Linked DNA regions of Mus musculus: region 2 is linked to region 1. A link is a contact called in public promoter capture Hi-C data. All regions are on one chromosome and are shown on one strand. Each heading gives the region's core, a stretch centred on a gene start, on an enhancer-like site or on the middle of the called end of the contact. The rest is flanking DNA. Distances are from core to core; before and after follow the strand shown. Region 1 overlaps Slc7a2 (solute carrier family 7 (cationic amino acid transporter, y+ system), member 2). Region 2 overlaps Mtus1 (mitochondrial tumor suppressor 1).

Region 1 (5,257 bases), core at 1,257-3,756:
ACAATTACCACATATTGAAGTCGTTTCTCCTCTTTGCCGGGTTTATTGTTGTTGCAGTTATTTACAGAGTAGAAAGAGTTCACTGGCTTACTTTTGTGTTTTGTCTCCTCTGTCTCTGAAGTATATTATTCACGTGCATTCACTAGCAGGTCCTACTTTTTGGTCAGGAGTTTCAAGAACAGCAGATACTTCATGAAGACCTACTGATCTAAAGCACTAGACCTCCCCATGGCAGGGGTTGGAGGGGGTTGGAAGTGTGGGGTGAGGGAGGGGCGGGGAGAGGCTCACTTTCAGTTTAGACCTTTGAAAGTTCAAATTTAGAGTGAGAACTCATACTGGTCATGAAAGGCTGTGTCCTTTCTGCAAGCTCCCTCATGGAAGTTGTGACATGTGCACCTGTTAATTTCACAAAATAATCTGCTGCCCTTATATCGAGTGACCTCATTTAAGATTCTTTGGCTTGCTGGTTTAAAGGTAAATTTTAAAAATGTGTGTGTGTGTGTGTGTGAGTGTGTGTGTGTGTGTGTGTGTGTGTGTGTGTTTATACCTGACATATTTGTTTTGTTTTTTGTTTTGTTTTGTTTTGAGACAGTTTCTCTGTGTAGCCCTGGCTGTCCTTGAACTCACTCTGTAGACCAGGCTGGCCTTGAACTCAGAAATCCACCTGCCTCTGCCTCCCGAGTGCTGGGATCAAAGGCGTGCGCCATTTTAATTTTGTGATACCACATTTTTATGCACATAACATAAACTCTGTGTCTAAGGCTCTTCTAAGGATCCAGTTCAGTCCTGTTAAGTACGTCCACATTGCTGCTCAGCAGCTTTTCCGTGCTTTTGATTCCTGAAACACTGAAACTCTACCCATAAGCAACCCCTGCCTACAAGAGCCTGGTACCAACCATCCTACTTTCGGTTTCTGTGAGTATGTAAAAAGAGGATTGTTTGTCCTTTTGTGCCTGGGTTGTTTTTATTTAGCACAGTGTCCTAAAGTGTCGTCCATGGTTTACTGTGTGTCCGCATTTGTTTCCTTTCTGTGTGGTGATGTGTGTGTGGGTGTGTGTGCATGCAAGCTTATGCACATTCATGTAGAAGCCGTGCTGTCATTCCTTGGCCTTGTCCACTTTATTTTTGAGAGTCTGTGATTGGCCTGAAGCCAACTCTGAAGGTGAAGGCAGGACTTCCTGAAGATCCACCTGTCTCTCCCTCCCCAGGTTCTTGGGGTCAAGCTTGGGTCCTCACACGTTAGGTAGCACTGTATCCACTGAGCTCCCAGAATCTGCTTCCTTTGTATAGCTAAGTATTACTTACTATCTCATGATATTAATACCCCACATTTTTATTCATCCTCTTATACAGCCATTCACATTAGGGGTTCATCGGGTGGTGATTCTGTTTTTAGTCATTTAGTTTACGACTCTGTTTTCCAGAGTGGTGGCACTGTTTCCCATTCCCACCAACAGCTTGCCAACTGTTTGGCTCTCAGTCTCATCCTAATTTTTGGAAGGGATTTTGTAGTTACAACGTTACTCTGATGTCTGAAAAAAAACAAAAACAAAAACAAACCCAAAGCTTTTATTCACTTTTTTTCATACACGCAGATTTAATATCTTGTTGGTGTTTTTCCAAAATTGAACAGGCTTATTCTCGGGATAGCTTGTCTGGATAATAGTGAACATCAGAGAGTGAGGGTTGCTTCGACGCACAAGTAGCAGATAAGCATTAAATATTCAGTAATGCCCACTTCTCGCCACATGTGTATGTGTTCATCCCTTGTCGGATTGCTTGGCAGCAGAAACACCACTGTTTATCTGTGATGCTTGCTTCCTTTATCCCAGAGTCTGCTGCTAATTTGACCCCAATTCTTTGGCTCCAGAAAGGAATATAAGTGAATGAAACCGTAACGCAAAACAGTAAGGAGTTTGTGGAACTAAGGTGAATGAATCAGAGACCAATCAACTTAGAAAATACTCTGTGTCCTAAAGCACGCATTACATGCTGGGAACAATGGCTCATAAACACTTGTAAAGGACTCATGGTGCTAAGCCTGATGATAATGATACAGGCCTGTAAGGCTAGTAGATGGAGATCTTGGGACAGGAGGATTGAATTCAGGGTCAGCCTGGGCAACTTAGTGAAATCCTGTCTCAAGATAAAATGGACAAGTTGGGTAAGGTACTTGTGTGACGTGCACAGAGATCTGGGTCTGATCCCTAGCACTTCATAAACCAGGGCAAGAGACTGAAGCAGGTGAGTTACACATTCCACAAGAGCCTGGGATACATAGCAAGACTGTCTTGAAAGAAAATAAACACCAAGCAAAAAAGGCAGCAAGAGTGTGTTCAGATGACATCCCAGTGGTGGATGCAACATGGGCTGGACCAAGTGAGTTAAGGGTGGAACATTCTTCTCTAATCTTTGGATAAACGTTTTTCTGCCTTGCAGGTAGGTAGCCTGGCAGAACCCTGAGTAAAAGCAGTGCCTGCTCTTTTGAATTACATGCAGCCCTGAGAGAGAGGGGGAAGGGGGAGGCAATGGCAAGTTGCAGGTAAACAGTTAACGCTAGATGGGTTGTTGCGTCAGTTGAACCTTTAAACTTAAGAAAGGTTTACCAAATCAATATTTACTTGATCTAAGTGTTATGCTCTGGTGTAATGACCCTTGACCCTTTTCCAGAGTCATCAGTAATGAGAGCATGGCTGTTGGTTTTTTCAAAACTCTCTAGTCCCTGTGGGTTTTACTGAATACAAGGGTGGGGATGATGAATGGGTGTATAGTTGGTACACTGTGTACTTTAGACTAGAACATTTGCTATGCAACCTAACTGTCGTTTTGTCTGTATGCAGAGGGAACCAGGGGCTGAGCATTGTTTTCTTTCGACACAAAAAGAACCATCAGTAGAGTCCAGCAGCAGCCCTAGCTGATACCTGCCAGAATCACGTATCCTGTAGCAACACAATGTTCCTGCTTGTTGTTACCCAACTGCTGCATTCTTTTATTGATCCTTAAGTAAGGACATGGTCTTCAGACCCAGCCCTCTCTCTTATCTTGGTAACTCTATATTGGACTACTTCATCAGGATTTAAGAAGATGGGGCTGGAGCAAGGTATCTGCTCAGGAAATTTTTGAGTTCCTGCTACATGCCAATACCCAAAGTCCCTACCTTTGTGTAGCTTACATTGTAAGGGTCTTTATACTATGTGTCATCGGGCCCTGACACACTGCCTTGTCCTCCAGGGATAGACCAGACTAGAGCAGCAAGGGAATGAAGAAAAGATAGACTCATAGACCCTGACAGAAATGTCTGGGATTGAGTGGCCTGGGCTCTCAGCTGGAGACACCACAGTACCCTGGAAGCTCTGTGTGTTTGTTAGGGTTGAAAAGAGAGGCGGTGTTATTGCATACAGCTGAACAAGGTGGGGTTCTACCTACAGATAAACAAGGAGGCAGGGTTTGTGGTGTACAGCGGGGTGGAGGAGACTGGTTTAGTTTGACCTCTGTAAGAACAGCTTCTGTAGAGGAGCAGTCTTCAGGTGGCAAGCGTCACATGGAAGAAAGCTGTGGTAGACATTTTTGGCACACACTGCCAGCACTCTCACTTGGTCTCCAGAGGAAGACCTTGCCAACCTTTGAGCCTGATGCTAATGGAATCTATAACATGGCTATGCCCATGTCAATAGCACATACTAAGGACTTCACCCACTCAGAACTTCCTGCGATCTTCACACCCCACAATGGCTATTAAGAAGTAAGAGTGATGATTCTATGTGAAAACTTCAAATAATCCTGATCCCCATCACTTCAAACACATTCCTTCCATGGAATAAGAAAATTATGTCAACTCTAACTGAATTACACTGATTTACTTTCGGGAATGGAATAAAACCCACAGAAAAACCTTTGCACAATAGAAAGGAGACATTCTTAATATTATCAGAGGTTAACTGAAATAAAATGAAAACAAAGTAAAAATATAAAAGGTAAACCTCGAAGGGTCAAGACACATTACTCCCAAACAGTTTTGAATTCAGAAATATGTGAAGACTTCAGAATATTCGATACTTGAGAAACAAAAACTTAGATTAAGATTGTGACAGGTAAATTGTGAACTGTGTACGGCCTTTTAGAAAGTACAATGCGATTGCGCAAAAATCTTCAGCTTTTTATTGCAAATAGCCTTATTTTAAATCATTGAAGGATTTTACAGCCACAAGAAATAGGCTTTCAATATTCAGCAGTGTTCCTAACATGATGCTTATCTAGATAGTTTTTCTTTATCTTTAAAGATTAATTTTTCTATAATGCTTGCCTGACAAAATACTGCATTCTCCTTCTTCAGCCAGTGGTGGCTTTGTGTATTTTAACGCTGAAAGGTTAAAATCTCATGCGGATGAAATTTTAAAATCCCAAAGCTTTTCAGATATATTTTTGGTAACACCTTGATGACCTCCAAATGTCCTTTTATTGGCTAAGTGTTAGGTTGGCAGCCAAGAGCCTGGGGACAGGAAGAATTCGGCATTTTCCCATTGCTTCTTGGTTATTTGGAGCAGAGCAAACAGAAGAGGCTTGCCAGCCATACAGACCTCGAGTACAAATGTCTATGGTTTTGAGTACTTTGTTTAATAGTGCTGAGTTTGAGTTTCATCCTCTGAAGACAGGCTGAGGTGCTGAGGAGTTAGTGATGTACGTACGTACGTCAGGAACATTGATGGGTAGGAAGAGTGAAGAGCCGCCGCTATTTCCACAGTTATATCTCAAAGTCTGGTGTGGGAAAGACTTTCTTAAAAGCAGAATCCTTTTTCTATTATGCTTTTCTCTCCATATGATGGTCTGAGATATTTGTTCCTTTTGTTTTCCTTTTCCTTCATTCCCCTGCCTCATCCCCATGGATCAGAACTAAAGAAAACACTACATCCGGCAGCCCTGTGGACTAGGAGTTTCTCTGCTGCTGCTACTATACTCAGCTGACTGATGTAACCGTTAGCTACCATTGGCCCCTCACCAAGCTACGGCGACGGATTTCTTTCCTCAAGGCATGCCCCGGGTAGTATTTCATCTCAGTTTAGAAGGCGTACTTCATAACAGGACTATTTATTCATGGAGAACTGCCTGTGCCTTGCTTTCTGGGCTGTGGTAATTAACACTTTGGTCATTCTGAGCATTCACTGTTTGCTAGTGCCCACCTAGGGGAAACTGAGCTCTTATAGAAGTGCAGACTTCAAGCTTATCTTTTCAGAATAGTGCACACACCCCAGAATGTCAC
Region 2 (5,257 bases), core at 1,597-4,096, 210 kb after region 1:
ACATGTGTCTTTGCTGCTTTTCTTGGCTCTTGAACCCATTTTTCTACCTGCCTTCATATAAAAAAGCCAGCCTCATTTCTCAAAATGATTGCTGAAATCATGTCCTTGAGGCTTGTCTGGTCTCCCCAGCCTCTGCTTCTTCTACTCCCCTACTACAAAAATCTTCCAAAAACTCAACTCTTTTAAAGTCACAGCAAATCCACTGTCATTGTCTCCTTGCATTCCCCTCTCCCATCACAACCTCTACCTGAACCTGGCATGCTTGCATCAGAATACATCCCTGTGCTCTTCATCTTAACACTTGGTGTTTTCTCAGCCCAGCACACAAGCCCTGTAAGCTACAGCCAGAGACTAAATGGCCTCGTCATCAGAAGCTTTCTTCTCTTGATAGCCCTCCCAACTGCTACCAGCCTTTCCTCCAGTACACAGCACGCCATCCACACTCCTGACTCAGTACTTAGCATGCCCTTATGGCTTATTTTCTGACAGTAACACTGCATTAGATAAAACATTGGACCATAGCTGTCTTTCTTGATACCCTAACAAGTACTACCATCTGTGGCATACACAGTAGATGCCCAACAATTGTTTCCACTGTAGACATAAGGGAACAGGAGCCTGGCTCTGACTCCAAGTACAACCAGCTTCTAACACTATAAAGTACAATTACCTTCTCTCTTTACAAAGAGAACAACTGAGCCTCAGAGAGAGGCCACTTTGCAGTGAGTGGTAAAGCCACACATTTAAAGTTATCCAAAATCCATGTTCACGCTTGCATATGCCCTTCTGTGTGCTCCTTTGTTTAGTTATTGTTTTATATATTATTGTGTATATCCCTAACACCAGTATCTATTGAATTCATATACTATTCCAATAGCTAGTGTTTCCAAGAGAACTGCTGCAGGTCACAATGACACTAAAGCAAAACAGAATCTTCTAGAAAAACTTTCTTGAAAAAAGTAAATCAAACATCAACTTATAGAAGTGAATCTCCCACAAATCACTTGTTTTACCTCCAGTGCCCACATACTGAAAAATTTGAAGTCTGTGAGACCTGTGGGACCTGAGTTTGAACATCCAACAGCTGTGTGCGTTTTATTTTATTTTCTTTTATTTTTTTAAGATTTATTTTATTTATAAGTGCTCAATCTGCATGTACATTTGCATGCCAGAAGAGGGCATCAGATCTCATCATAGATGGTTGTGAGTCACCATGTGGTTGCTGGGGATTGAACTCAGGACCTCTGAAAGGGCAGTCAGTGCTCCTAACTCCTGAGCCATCTCTCCAGCCCCCTGTGTGAGTTTTTAAATAAATACTCTGAAGCATGAGTGTGTGGATAACAATTGCAAACAAATAAATACAATGTATAAGCCCTGAGCGTTACTGTAACAATTTAATGACAGCCTATAAGAAAGCACCTAAGCCATGGTTCCTTTCAGTACCAGCTCCTTCATCTTGCTATCCTGACCACATAACCTTTGCAGTAAGCAGTTACTTCTCACCCTAACAGCAATCCAAGTCAAAATCACTTCTCCCAAATAAAATCCTTTCTTAAAGTTTCAGGTAAACTGGGACCACCACATAGCCATAAGGTGGTCGGCAGTCTTGATAAATTAATTTAATTAAGGACTAAGACCTACGGAGTACACAAGAAAACAAACAAAACAGCCATTCTTCTATGGCAGATAGAGCTCTTAGGTACTACTGAAGTGATCAATAGAAAATGCAATGTGAGGTCACCGGTTTAGTATCCTACACTAAGTCATAGCCTGTGGCTATGATGGTTACGCTAGCCTCTTTACCCCCCCTCAAGATAGAAAAAAAAGGGTGGTAGTTGAATTAGACAAATTGGACAAATTAGACAAATACTCTGCTGTATTAAAGACATGGTCACAGAAGCATAGCTCTATACTCTAGCTGATAAGTAAAATCGCCAGTGATGACACCGTGGGACCCTTGGGATGGTCCTTACAGCCTTACAAAGCACTTCATATCTAATTCTCAGCTCTTACTGCAACACTGCTAGGTGCAAACTGTTGGAATCCACCTTACCCAACGATTCCATGGCCTTACCTTCAATAGTACATACACATCATGGGCCCACAGCTACCAAGTTGGAAATATAAGGAAACAAAATAAAACTGAAACTCTCCAGTCTCAGAACTACACAAGCAACTTATTTTCAAGACCAGTGCTCAAGGGACTTCATGCTGGTTTTCCCGATACTGAAGGGTGACAGCCAGGACACGTCTCTCATAAAACTAGACATGGCAGTACAAAACTATTCTTAGCACTAAGGGTGCGAAGCAAGAGGACCTCAGATTCAAGGCCGGCCTAGGCTACTGTGTGCTGAATTCAAAGCCAGGCTGGCTGAATGTGGATACCCTGTCTCACAGCAAGAACAACTTCCCATAAAGTAATGAAAAGAATATCTTGATTCTGTGTAGGTCTATAAACACCTAAGGCTATTGATTACAATGAAGAGTTTATTGTAATTGTATTTGGTAAAATATTTAGATTCTAAATTATCAGCTTCCTCAGACATAAAAAAGAACTTGAAAGATCTGTGTCATGAAACAATACACAAGCCCATTTTAGAAAACCCTGTAACATTTCATCCTTGCCAACAGTTATTGATAAAGCCAAAACATCTATCTGTAAAATGACCCAGGTCAAACGTATCTCCAGTGTTTTCTTATCATTGAGCACACACCTATGTGACCTACTATGTTACCTGGAAAAAAAAAAGGTCTCGTGTACTTGACTATGCTCTGTTTTATTCCTCCTACACAAGCGTCCCCGAAAGACAGGCTGTGTGCACTGCATCTGTCTTCCGCCTCTGCAGCAGATCCATTCCGGGTCCAGAGGACAAGCATTTCAAGGGCAATCTGTGTGGGGCTGAAAATACACCTTAGTCTCCACTGCCAAAAATAGAGCTGAGAACACACAGGCAGTGCCAACAGCAGCCCCGAGAATGTTTTGAAAACATCTTATCATACAATTGTCAAAAGACATGCACATGTTTAAAGAAAAATAACCCTTGAACTGCGAATATTGCTTCTTTTTTTTTTTAAGTGACTCTACCTAGTCCCTCATCCTCAGGATTCGTCAGGTACTGCTGCAGACATACTGCTTTGTTTACTATGTAAGGACTTTTGTTTCTTTCATGCATTAGAAGTCACTGCAGGTGACCTACAGGTGACCTTACAGACCCACTGCACAATCCTTTCCCTTCTGGCTGTGGCAAAGTTACCTGACCCCATGTCACAGAGCTGGTCAGAAGTACACTCAAGCTTTGAAAAGCGTCTTGGCTTCCTGGATTTCCATGTTGCTATGCTATGTTTACAGGCACTACCTAGCCATTTCTAAAATGTGTCTCAATATGTTTGAATGCTTAAAGCTCTTTTTTTTTTTTAATTTCAGGAAAACAACACACAACCTAATCGTGTCAGTTATTTCAATGCAAATATCAAAATATCATAAAAATATTAATTTACTCTTTTAAAACCCTATCAGAAGGAACACCCACGTTCAAGAAAATACCAAATCTGAGGGTTTTTTTTAATATGCAAGTTAGTTATATTTTGACTCATTCACACTCTATACTGCCTGGCAGAACAAAGAACAGCTGACTACAAATTACGAACCAAGTTCAGGGATATTATTAGCAATTACAGGCCACTCATTGCTAATACAGTGGTTTTCTTCACCGGTCCTAAAAGCAAACTGCAGAGTTCACTTACCACCAATAGAGACTTGGATTCAAAAATCTCATTCGTGGCTTGTTTTCCCAGCTCTTGCTTTTCCATGGGAGCCTCACCGTCCTGCTCACCCTTTTCAGGGCTAATCTGATCGATGTGGGAAACGTAAGTCACTTCCAAACACTCTGAGCTTTTCATTTTCACGGGGAGAATGCCTTTGATCTTCTGGAAGAAGGCAGCTACAGACCCGGTCTCACTCCCTGCATGAGGAGAACCTGTCTTGTCAACATTCTCCTGATTCGATTTCGTGGCAGATGTTGTTCTTGGAACCCCGAGTGAAGCATTTTTAGAATGAGTTGTAACTTGCGCAGCCTGGCTGGTAATGAGTTTATTAAACTGTTGCTTGTGTGTCTTGTTAATTGGGATTTCTGCTTTTTTGCTGGCTTTAAAGTCAGATCTTGGTGCTTTGTTCATCATTGTCAAGTGTTTAGAAGGCCCTGGTGATGGTGAAGAGCCCCCTGTTACCTGAGGGCTGGGTGTGTCCTTCATTATGGAAGTGTCTTTGGGTTGCAACACTGATCTGGATATAACTTTGGCTTTAATGTTTTTGAAGTTTGGTGTAGGATAACTTATAATTTCTGTCTTCCTGACTTTACTGCCTACAGTGGTATTTGTTTTGGTAGCTGATTTTCCCAAATTAGGTTTTGGCATATTTGTTGGTTCCCCTTTCAAGTTTGGTGCACGTTTAGCATCTCTTGGTCCATTCTCCACATTATTGTACTTCTTCACTTCAGCAGGTTCAAGTCTGAAGCTCAGATTGGGGGGTTGCTCAACTGGTGTTGACATGCAACCTGCTTTATCTGTGCAAATGGCTCCGCCGTTCTCGCCCCAACCCATTTCATAAGGTGAACCCCTCTGCCCTGAAACACTTCTCAGGGTCAGCTCTTCAGTACTACTTTGGATGTCTGAGTCATTGTCGTGGGAATCGATGTGTGGGTCTTCAGTCACAGTGACTTTACACTCAGAGCCCAGGACTCTGGTTTTACTCTTCTCAAAAGCTGGCACCAGTACTGGGCATTCACCATCGACATGACAGTTGGGCAGTGTTCCTCTTAAATTTTGGCCCATTTCCTGTTGAGCATACGGGCCGTGTGAATGTGTCTCACTGTTTGGGTCATCTTCAGATACACAATAGAACTCCTGTGATGCAGATCCGTTGGGGACCTCCATGCCATCCGAAACCAGTGTCACAGCTTGTATCTCTTTTTCTCCAATGAGTCCTCGCCTTGTCCCATCTGTGTACTCTTTGGTGACATTTCCTAAAGAATTCTGACCCTGAACTCCAACGTCTGGACTGTCAGTTTGCATCAGCACATCAGAGATCACTGTAAAGGTTGTGTTTAGGGTCTTGGATGGTGTGGCTTGGAGGTTTTCAAAGTTCTCTCGATTATAATTAACCCCTCTCACATACATCTTAGAGGAATGGGGTGGTGTCCGACCGCAGGAGGACAAAGCATTTCTGTCTCTCACTGTTGTCTGCAAACCTCCAGGAGCA

What was found. Capture Hi-C pulls out chosen DNA fragments and counts their contacts.
Region 2: a contact with region 1 is called in a promoter capture Hi-C map of pancreatic islet. The contact joins two enhancer-like sites. A contact is called at or near these places in 1 of 115 datasets of contacts at active chromatin or transcription factors (embryonic stem cells) and 3 of 9 other capture datasets (adipose tissue, liver and pancreatic islet).

What each region holds. Positions count from the first base shown.
Region 1 is chr8:40,874,130-40,879,386 of GRCm38.p6, forward strand. All of the region lies in intron 1 of Slc7a2 (solute carrier family 7 (cationic amino acid transporter, y+ system), member 2), which reads left to right. Among named protein-coding and RNA genes, the nearest start is that of Slc7a2, 14 kb to the left of the region's middle. Within about 2 kb of position 2,507, at least 6 of the 459 cell types and tissues checked have an H3K27ac peak or open chromatin away from gene starts, as enhancers often do. A contact at or near this core is called in pancreatic islet, where this site is marked.
Region 2 is chr8:41,078,870-41,084,126 of GRCm38.p6, forward strand. Mtus1 (mitochondrial tumor suppressor 1) reads right to left here. Exons shown (of 14, transcript NM_001005863.2): 2 at 3,745-5,257. Among named protein-coding and RNA genes, the nearest start is that of Gm16193, 28 kb to the left of the region's middle. Within about 2 kb of position 2,847, at least 10 of the 459 cell types and tissues checked have an H3K27ac peak or open chromatin away from gene starts, as enhancers often do. A contact at or near this core is called in pancreatic islet, where this site is marked.